Linked DNA regions of Mus musculus: regions 1 and 2 are each linked to region 3. The links are chromatin contacts, called in public Hi-C maps. All regions are on one chromosome and are shown on one strand. Each heading gives the region's core, a stretch centred on a gene start, on an enhancer-like site or on the middle of the called end of the contact. The rest is flanking DNA. Distances are from core to core; before and after follow the strand shown. Region 1 overlaps Ppp2r2c (protein phosphatase 2, regulatory subunit B, gamma). Region 2 overlaps Crmp1 (collapsin response mediator protein 1). Region 3 overlaps Jakmip1 (janus kinase and microtubule interacting protein 1).

Region 1 (2,888 bases), core at 261-2,760, 180 kb after region 3:
GAGGAGATGATCTCTGAAAAGAAGGAGCGGTTGCTGGGGTCCTCGGGCTCTTCAAAGACTGTGGAGAAAGAATCTGCAGCTGTCATTGGCTGTCCTGACCAGTCAGAACCAGAGCTGGCTGTATTCATCTGTACCGTTATTCATTCATTCATTCATTCATTCATTCATTCATTCATTCATTCATTCATTCATCAAACCTTTCCCTAAACACCTACCAAAACCCTGGGCTCTAAGGACCCTCTAAAGAGGAAAAGCCAGCTCATGGAAGGGCTCCCTTGTGGGAACTGTGTTAATTGATTATTTACTGAAGTGCTGTGAATGACTTCACTTAATCCCCTAATAAAACCTTCGGGGTGGTAGCCTAATTACCCCCATTGAATACACAAGAAAACTCAAGACTGAGAGTGAATCCACAAGCAGATCTCAGAGCTACGCTTGCTGCACACTCTCTGCTGCCCCCTACTGGCAGTTCAGAACACAAGCCTGAAAGCATCTTCTAGGCCAGACCCTGATGTGGTTCTGGTACTAACGGGTCCTGCGTCTTCGGGCCAGGAGCTGCTTTTGTGAATGTGCATTGGACACCTGTGGCTAATCACACCCCAGTGGCTAGAACTGCTTTGGGCTGGCATTAACTCCCTGAGCTCTGTGGGAAGTTGGGGGGAGGGGAAGTGGGGGGTGCTAGCAGTCAGTTACCACCTAAGCATCTCAGTAGAGCCAACCACAAGAAACCATTGAGTGACAGCCCCGCCCATTGCCTCATTGGAAGAAGAGGGTTGGCCACAGCTCCCAAGAGGCTCTGGACAGATCTTTCCTCTCTGGGCATATAAAGCCCCCAATAGTGGCCCAGGCCAGCAGAGATAAAAGGGCTAATAAACTGGATTCAATAATGCTCACTGAGTGTTCATTCCATGCTCAGCCTCACACAACCAATCCCCAAGAGACAAAGTGAAATGTGTCCTGAGTTGTGGCCCATGAAGAACTGACATGCTCTGGCCCCCATTTCTGAGTCTCAGAGCCCTCCATCTTCTCTGCCACACTATCCCTTATACTGAAGCCCACAAAGAGCTTATCTGGGGAAGCTCTGAGCCTCACTCCCAAGCTTACTGTCAGAGAGGCCTCTTCCCGCCACACTGGTATGAAGAACCTTGGGACAGGATGGGGATTTGTGCTGGCTGTCTAGGGGCTGTGGTAGCCAAGGTGTGGTAGCTTTAGCAGCTGGGAAGGACAGGGCAACAGCTGCTCCTAAAGCCTCCATCATAGTTAGCCCTGGCCACACCCTGAGTAGATCTCCAGCCCCCACAACTGCTCAAAGCACACATGTTGTTTTAAGTCCAAGAGAAGAGTGCTCTCTTGAGGCTCCAGGGCAACATGGTGAGGAGGCTGAGGAAGAGCAAAATGCCAAGAAAGGAGCGCTCATGGCTCCATCTTGGGAGACTCTGAGGAGTGAATGGTTTGCTAGCCTTGAACAGCTCAGCAGCTGTTAGCACGTCTTGCAGACTCTGCTATCAAAAGCAGAAATCACTGTCTATTTTGAGGAGTCGTGAATGGCTGTTTCTATGGTTACCCTGCCACAATGCCTAGCAGACAACAACCTGCATTTCTAGTGTTTGTGGGAGAGCTGAAGCCACGGCTGGGAATACAGGAGAGCCAGTACACCCGAGCCCTGTCTGGTTCAGACAGGTCTAAGGAACTACTGTACTCCTTTGACCCTCAGCCTCCTCCCCTGCTCAGTGCAGGCATGAGCGCACACAGGACTCCACTGTGCTTCTTATTCGGTGAGAAGGAAGTTGCAGTGTCATCTTATTAGGAAAGGATGCTGTGGGCGGGGCCCTGGGGGAGTCTCTGACAGCCACACCCTGGCTTTTTCAAACAGAGGAGTGGGAGGCAAAGGACTAGTGAAAGCTGCAGGCTTTTTACACAAGTGCAGCTGGAATAACGATCATGGCTGATGAGGAACATCACAGGCTCTGGCCCTGGGAACCTCATGACAGCCAAGAATGCATACTGTGGTTGAGCCACACATGGCCAATGACAGAGGCAGTGGCCTGTGTAGCAGCACATCAAAGCATAAGATGTCATAGCAGAGGGCATGGTTGGTGTCAGAGTGCTTAGCAAGCATGCTCCTGGCTAGGGTTCCATCTGGTCTGGGGTCGGGAGGCAAGCAGGTAGGGACTGGTTCTACACAGGCTATTTAGAGGCGGAGAAAAAAATTCCAGAAAAATCTAAATTATAGACTTAACTCCAATAGAAAACGTGTATGAAGCACTGTAATGGTTAATACTCTCAGCATGACACACTTGTAAGAAACTGGCTGCTTGGGTTAGCTTCTGGGAGATATCTTCATTAGGTTAGCTGAGACTGGAAGACACGCCCTAAAAGTGGGTGGCACCATTCTCTGAGCTTGAATCCTGAGCTGCAGAAAAAGGAGAAAGCAAGCTGACCAGCAGCCCTCAAGTCTCTGCTGTCTGAGTGCAGGTGTAAAACAGTCCCGTATCTCAAGTTCCTGGTGTCATGCTCCCTGCCATGATGGACGGCAACCTTGAACCATGAGCCAAAACTAACCTTCTCTCCCTTAAGTTGCTTTTATTACAGAAACATGACACATATACAATTCAGAAAAAATTGGTACCAGAGAGTGGGGGTGCTGCTGTGATAAGCCTGACCACTAGTCTTTCAGGCCTTTAGAACAGATTCAAAGGAGAAATACGGAGGAGTCTGGAGGTTTGAGGCAGAACAGCCTTGAATGCTGTAGGCAGAGCTTAAGCTATACTGGTGGGAGCTTGGAAGACAAGAATGCTGACAGAAATTTGGACAGTGGAGACCCTACTCATTGGAGACGACAAGGGCTCTATCTGGGGCGGGGTTGTGGACCATGCATGTAGATTCTT
Region 2 (2,772 bases), core at 233-2,732, 150 kb before region 3:
TCAGATGGCTCTGCTGTCAATTGACATATGTAGTCTCTTGTATACACTGCAGGAATAGGTAAGGCTGGGCAGCTTGAAAGTAAGCTTTCTGGAAGCAGAGCTTGACAAATGATTATCGTAAGTCTTGCCTTTTAAAAGAAAACCTCATAGCAACGGGACCCAAGCAAAAGCAGGCACTCACACAAAGCAAAGCAGAGGGAGCAGGCATACCTCATTGGACTGGTATTAGTCATCCCCGAAGCTTTCTGCCTTCTCCAGTGTCTCCCTGCCTCGCTGGGGCAGACAGTTCTTCAGGGAAGTTGGACCTGGCTCTGAGACTTAGTGCAGCCAATATGAGTAGAAATGAGAGCGAGGGAAAGGCTGCTGTTGCAAGAAGAGGTGAGAGGTCTCAAAGACCATCCTGCTTACTGGGATGAGCCATGAATAGGATGTAGTGCATTTGCATGGGTTCCATAGAGGGAGTGCCCCAGTGCCCTGATCCAGCTATAGCCTGGCGTGACCACTGCAGCGCTACCCTCCTGTCCACATATATGAGTGCAGAATAGTAAATGGGGCTTCAGATTCAGCATAAATGTGACCTGAGTAGGTCCATCAAGTATTTATGTGTCTGAAGCTGGGTCCCCAGGGTTCCCATGCTGGAGCTTTTGAGAGGTGGAGCCTAATGGAGGATGACTGGGACACTACATTTTTGTACTGGTAGAAGGTACTGATGCAGGGATCACTCAGTGAGCTGATGCCTTTGATAAAGAGAGTGAGCCCTGCCTTGTGATCTCCTCCCATCACACTTGGCATTCATAGGATGGTGACATTTGCCAGAAGTATGTGACTCAGGAGACCCTCAACAGAGGCTGAATTTTCACGAGTCATTTTAAGACAAGCAACCATAAGGAACAGTTTAGCACCCTGGGACTCCACTTTGCTTGGGCTAAGCACAGCCTTAAGTAATATTCATATCAATAACTAATAATTTACTTGGTAGCCTGAGATTCTCACCTGCACATGCTACACACACACACACACACACACACACACACACACACACACACACACCACTCTAAATAACACACCTAGCAACCTGTTAGCAGCCTAGGAATCCAGCTGCATTGAGCTGCATGCACACCCCTCTCAGAGCAATGGAAGAGATTTTTTTCCTTCCCTTAACAACCATTAGTCTTAGGTTCTATTCATTCATGGACTCCTTATACCCAGGTAGGAGACCAGAAAGGCCTATTCAGTCTGAACTGGTTCAGGGTGCAGTATAGTAAAGCAAACTCAAAGGGAACTTTTAGGTAGAATCTCCTCTTTACCACCTTATGCCTACGCATGCTTGGAAGTGTATGTGATTAAAATCAGATCCATTGTGGTAAGGGCTTTGTACAGTAGAAAAGTAAGCATGTGATCTACACTATCAGTCACAACAGAACCACCTTCACCATGGCCCTTAGCAACCAGAACTCCCTGAACCCCCGTAAGAAGAACAATAATGTTCCCTGAACAATAATGGGGCCCTTGGGTGTCTTCCTCTTGCCTTCCCAGGGGACTCTGACCTGTTCTCTAACTCTGCTTTAAATAACAATTCGTCGCTACTTTTTGCAAACCTATGAGAGCTTTTGTTTCAAGTCCTTGAATAAGAGGCCAAGAACCTGCAAACGCCCAATCTGAACACATCACAAGGGTGACAATTTCACTCAGATACACAGTAAAATAACTTTTAGAGAGTTAACCTCCACCATGTTTGAACTCTTTTTGTTCTGGACCAGAGCACCCATGAAGATGATCTATATTTATCGTGGTAGGGTGTGACAAGGAGTTACATGGAATCCTGAGAACAGGGCCAGATGCATTGAGCACCAGTGTGTACTGATGTGGAGGGCAGGGCTCATGGACCATCTCCCCAAGGCCAGGGAAAGTGCCACTCACTGATCATCGTGGTTCCACCTGCCAGCGCTGCTTTAGTGCCCTGGAAGAAGTCATCAGCCGAGGTCATGCCCTGGGAGGGCTTCTGCAGGTAAGTGTTGACATCAATGCCACCGGGAATGACCATTCGGCCATTCGCCTCGATGGTCTTCACTCCACCAGGAACAATCAGGTTCTCTCCTATTTGTCTAGAGGCAAATAACGAAGAAATTGTGGGTTGGTTTTGTTTGGTTGGTTTTGGGTTTTGTTTGTTTGTCTGTCTGTTTGTTTGTTTGTCTGTTTGTTTGCACAGACTGTACAGTGTCAGCCCCTCAAAGTACGTGTTCCCCACCCAAGCTGACTCAGGGTACTGGGCTGAGAAGAAGGATCAGGCATAGCATTCTCAAGGGCTCAGAGCCTGCTATCTAATATTCGAATGCAGCATAGTACAAATTCAGAAGCACGGGAGGGCTAGCCATTTGGCTGGGCTATTTAGGAGACTCCAGGAGGGGAGATGGCAGAGCAAGAAGAAACTGTCCTCTCTACCAAGTGGTCAGCCCTAGGGAACTTTACACGGTTTTGACAGTTCCCTAAGGGTTACAGAGAAGAGTCACTGAGTGAGGCAGCAGCAGGATCATTAGTTCCACAGGATTTCACCAACACTTAAGTACTGAAATGTGTCCCCCTAACATCCCTATGTTATGGCTTCAACCCTCAGCAACTTAGAATATTTCTGTAATAAAGGCAAGGTCTTCACAGAGATAAAACAGGTCTCTAGGGTGGGCCCGAATCCAAAAGGACTAGGATTAATTTAAAAAGACATAAGGAGGAAGGCAACCGAATCTCCCTACACAACTGTGATGCCTATGAAGTTTA
Region 3 (2,795 bases), core at 245-2,744:
TGACTTCATCATCCTCTAAACCTTCACAGCCAGGAAAGAACAGGGTTCTTCCAATTGTCCTGAGAGCACAGAGCAGCAGGAGGGGTGACCGGACCACAAGAGGTGAGTGAGCTTATTTAAGGCCCCCTAGCCCCACGTGTGAGATGTCATTCTTTCCTAGCTCTCTCCCCATAGGCTCGAGGTCCCCTGGGCCATTACAGGACACTGCTCCGTGATGGCTGAGTGAATAACCAAAAGGGCTTTCCACCTCCCCACTGGTGCTTTGCTCAACTCCACTCACATGGAGTCTATTAGCACAGCCTCTGTGCTGACACCGTAGCATCCTCAGTGTCAGGCCAGAGCCACGAACACTGGCTCTCCCTCATCAGCATCAGACTGGAGGGGGAAGATACAGGAGGTAAGGGAGCCTTCTCCACCTCCTCCTCTTCTTCTCCCTTCTTCTCCTCCTCCCTCCTCCTCCTCCTCTTCCACCTCCTGATCCTGCCCATCCTAGATTTAGAACAGTCTATCCCCTCCACCTTGCCCCCCATTCCCACTCCACAGGAGCCGAGCCAGTCTCACCCAGTGTTGGAATTCAGCAATGCTCGTTAGCCAAGGCGGACCTAGGATCTGACCAACAGGTGTGCAATGCCCAGAAGACATTTGAAGGTCACCTCCTGGGGCCTTCTACCTAATACCCTGTGTCTCTGCTGACCCATTTGCATACATGCTCTTTGCATGTATGTTTGTGTGGCTGCAAGTCCCTGAGAAGATAGCGCTGTGTCCATCCACCTTCCTGTCTGGTGGACTGGTCACAAGGGTGGCTGCGACCTTTGCTCCACATCTGTGTGTACAAGATGCTTTGCAAGTCAGCTCATCGTCCAAAGGGATGGGGTCTGTTACTCCAGCCTTGAAGCTGGGCTTGGCTGTGATGTGTTTTGCCTACTCAAGTACTAATGAATGTGATGCGAGCAGAGGCCTGGTCAGTATTCGTGATGCTTGACAGAAGGGGGTTCCTCACCCCAGACGACCAGATAAAAAAGCCAGAACACCTATGGGAGGAGGGATAACCAGACCACAAGTGGCAAGTGATCTCATTTAAGGCCTCCTAGTCCCACTTGACCTACCTGACTTCTGCCTAGCCCCATTTGACCTGCCTGACTACTGAAGCTTCAGGGCAATCCAGGCAAGACCAACAGAACAACCATTTACAGAGCCCAGCCTGGCACCAATTCACAGATCTCCGAACAAATCAAACCCTACTATTTAAGCAACTACGTTTAGAGGCAGCTTGTTACACCATACAAACACACACACACACACACACACACACACACACACACACACACACAGAGAGAGAGAGAGAAAGAGAGAGAGAGAGAGAGAGAGAGAGGGGAGGAGAGAGAGAGAGAGGCCAGAGACCTTTCCATATGCCTCAGTCTCTCACTGAGAGCAGGAGCAAGGACCTACAGAAACCCATGCCTGTGCCTGTGCACCAGCCTTTTATAGACCCATATGGGGCCATGTGACTAGTTTGTGCCAGTAAGCTATTCTGAGGCAGTGAAAGTCTCCTCAACCCGCTGACTGTTGCCAGGAAATAAGTTCTAAGATGGCACCTCTGGTACTGGGTCCCTAGGGAACCGTGTAAAATAGAAAGCCCTCTGCTTACAAGAGGCACCAACAAGAAAGGCCTGAGGGCTGCCTCTCTCTGCCTGATGCCCACTGGGCCTGGACTAAGCAAATCAGAGAGGGGAGTCCATGCAGATAACCAATCCAGACTCCCATGGCGAAGTCACAGCCTCAGCCCTTTGCTATGGGCCCTGCCAAGTGGCCCACAGCACTTCAATTACGCACAGGCAATTAAAATCTTGACAGAAAACAGCAGCTTTTCTTCAGGCTCCAGCCCCAGTCAAAAGAGCTTCTGGCTGCGTCTCTGCTCTGAGAGTTACCTTCTGCTTTTCTGATGTGGGCAACCGAGGAGAAGCCAGGCAAGCTTTCAGGGCACCACGCTCTGACTGTGGCAACACAGGTTCACCTGGGGTCACAGGGATTCCTCCACAGAACCGCCCCTTACCCTTGGCACACCAAAGACAACATCGATCCCAGGGACACTGTGGGGACAGAGCCATGAGGACCCCGGGGACACCATGGGGACAGAGCCATGAGGATCACAGAGTGCATGGCCTTCCTGCTTACCTGTCCCTTCTCAACCAGCAGCTTCTCTAAGTCCTCGATTTTGGCCTGGCACCTCAGCAGGTCGGCCTGAAGCTGCTCCCGAGTCTGGAAGTAGAAAGACCAGGAAGTGAGCAAGTCACTTGCAGAGGTAACGAGTCAGGCTGCCGACCAGACTGCCTCCGCAGCCAGAGAGCTTGAGGGTAGGAGGGTCCTGTTGCACGCATGCTCACGTCACAACCACTTGAGGCGTTCTGAAGTCCATCTGCAGCCGCATCCTGCAGTGGGAAGTAAGGGGTCATGGGGGGGGGGGGTGATGGTTCTAACTCCCCCAGTAAAGGACAATCAAAGGGCAGCCTGCAAGAAGAGCCACCCTCTTCTGGGATGAACTTGCCCAAACTGGATGCCTCAGGGTCCCAAAGCCAGCTCTGACAAGGTCAGTGCTTTCTCCTTCAGCAGCATCCAGCTGCTGACAGCTGTTCTACTTGCTTGGGGGTCTAATGGGGCTTTCTGTCACCTACAGCAAAGACCGAAACCTAATACCTCATAAACTAGGCAAGTCATCAAGGAAGTCACTGATCAGCTGACCCTACAGCAAGAAGCAGCAGGCAGGGCACAGCGTAGGCACATACCCTAGTCCCGGG

Evidence for each region. Hi-C and Micro-C count contacts between places; a contact is called where the count stands out from the background.
Region 1: a contact with region 3 is called in a Hi-C map of cortical neurons, with 2.6 times the contacts expected there. The contact joins two enhancer-like sites. A contact is called at or near these places in 4 of 15 datasets of contacts at CTCF or cohesin (CD8 T cells, embryonic stem cells and large pre-B cells), 119 of 484 Hi-C or Micro-C datasets (the 63-12 cell line, the AtT-20 cell line, B cells and 66 more), 11 of 115 datasets of contacts at active chromatin or transcription factors (CD4 T cells, T-cell acute lymphoblastic leukemia, differentiating embryonic stem cells and 4 more) and 4 of 9 other capture datasets (adipose tissue, embryonic stem cells, liver and 1 more).
Region 2: a Hi-C map of olfactory sensory neurons shows a contact between it and region 3, with 1.6 times the contacts expected there. The contact joins two enhancer-like sites. A contact is called at or near these places in 1 of 484 Hi-C or Micro-C datasets (olfactory sensory neurons) and 3 of 9 other capture datasets (embryonic stem cells, liver and pancreatic islet).

Annotation. Positions count from the first base shown.
Region 1 is chr5:36,944,238-36,947,125 of GRCm38.p6, reverse strand. It overlaps Ppp2r2c (protein phosphatase 2, regulatory subunit B, gamma), which reads right to left. Exons shown (of 9, transcript NM_172994.3): 7 at 1-58. Gm52813 (a long non-coding RNA gene) reads right to left here. Exons shown (of 2, transcript XR_003955899.1): 2 at 2,250-2,888. Among named protein-coding and RNA genes, the nearest start is that of Gm52813, 5.4 kb to the right of the region's middle. Within about 2 kb of position 1,510, at least 40 of the 459 cell types and tissues checked have an H3K27ac peak or open chromatin away from gene starts, as enhancers often do. A contact at or near this core is called in cortical neurons, where this site is marked.
Region 2 is chr5:37,268,016-37,270,787 of GRCm38.p6, reverse strand. Crmp1 (collapsin response mediator protein 1) reads right to left here. Exons shown (of 14, transcript NM_001136058.2): 3 at 1,921-2,105. Among named protein-coding and RNA genes, the nearest start is that of Crmp1, 27 kb to the right of the region's middle. Within about 2 kb of position 1,482, at least 3 of the 459 cell types and tissues checked have an H3K27ac peak or open chromatin away from gene starts, as enhancers often do. A contact at or near this core is called in olfactory sensory neurons, where this site is marked.
Region 3 is chr5:37,120,405-37,123,199 of GRCm38.p6, reverse strand. It overlaps Jakmip1 (janus kinase and microtubule interacting protein 1), which reads right to left. Exons shown (of 21, transcript NM_001347348.1): 10 at 2,176-2,259. Among named protein-coding and RNA genes, the nearest start is that of Gm1043, 31 kb to the left of the region's middle. Within about 2 kb of position 1,494, at least 11 of the 459 cell types and tissues checked have an H3K27ac peak or open chromatin away from gene starts, as enhancers often do. A contact at or near this core is called in cortical neurons and olfactory sensory neurons, where this site is marked.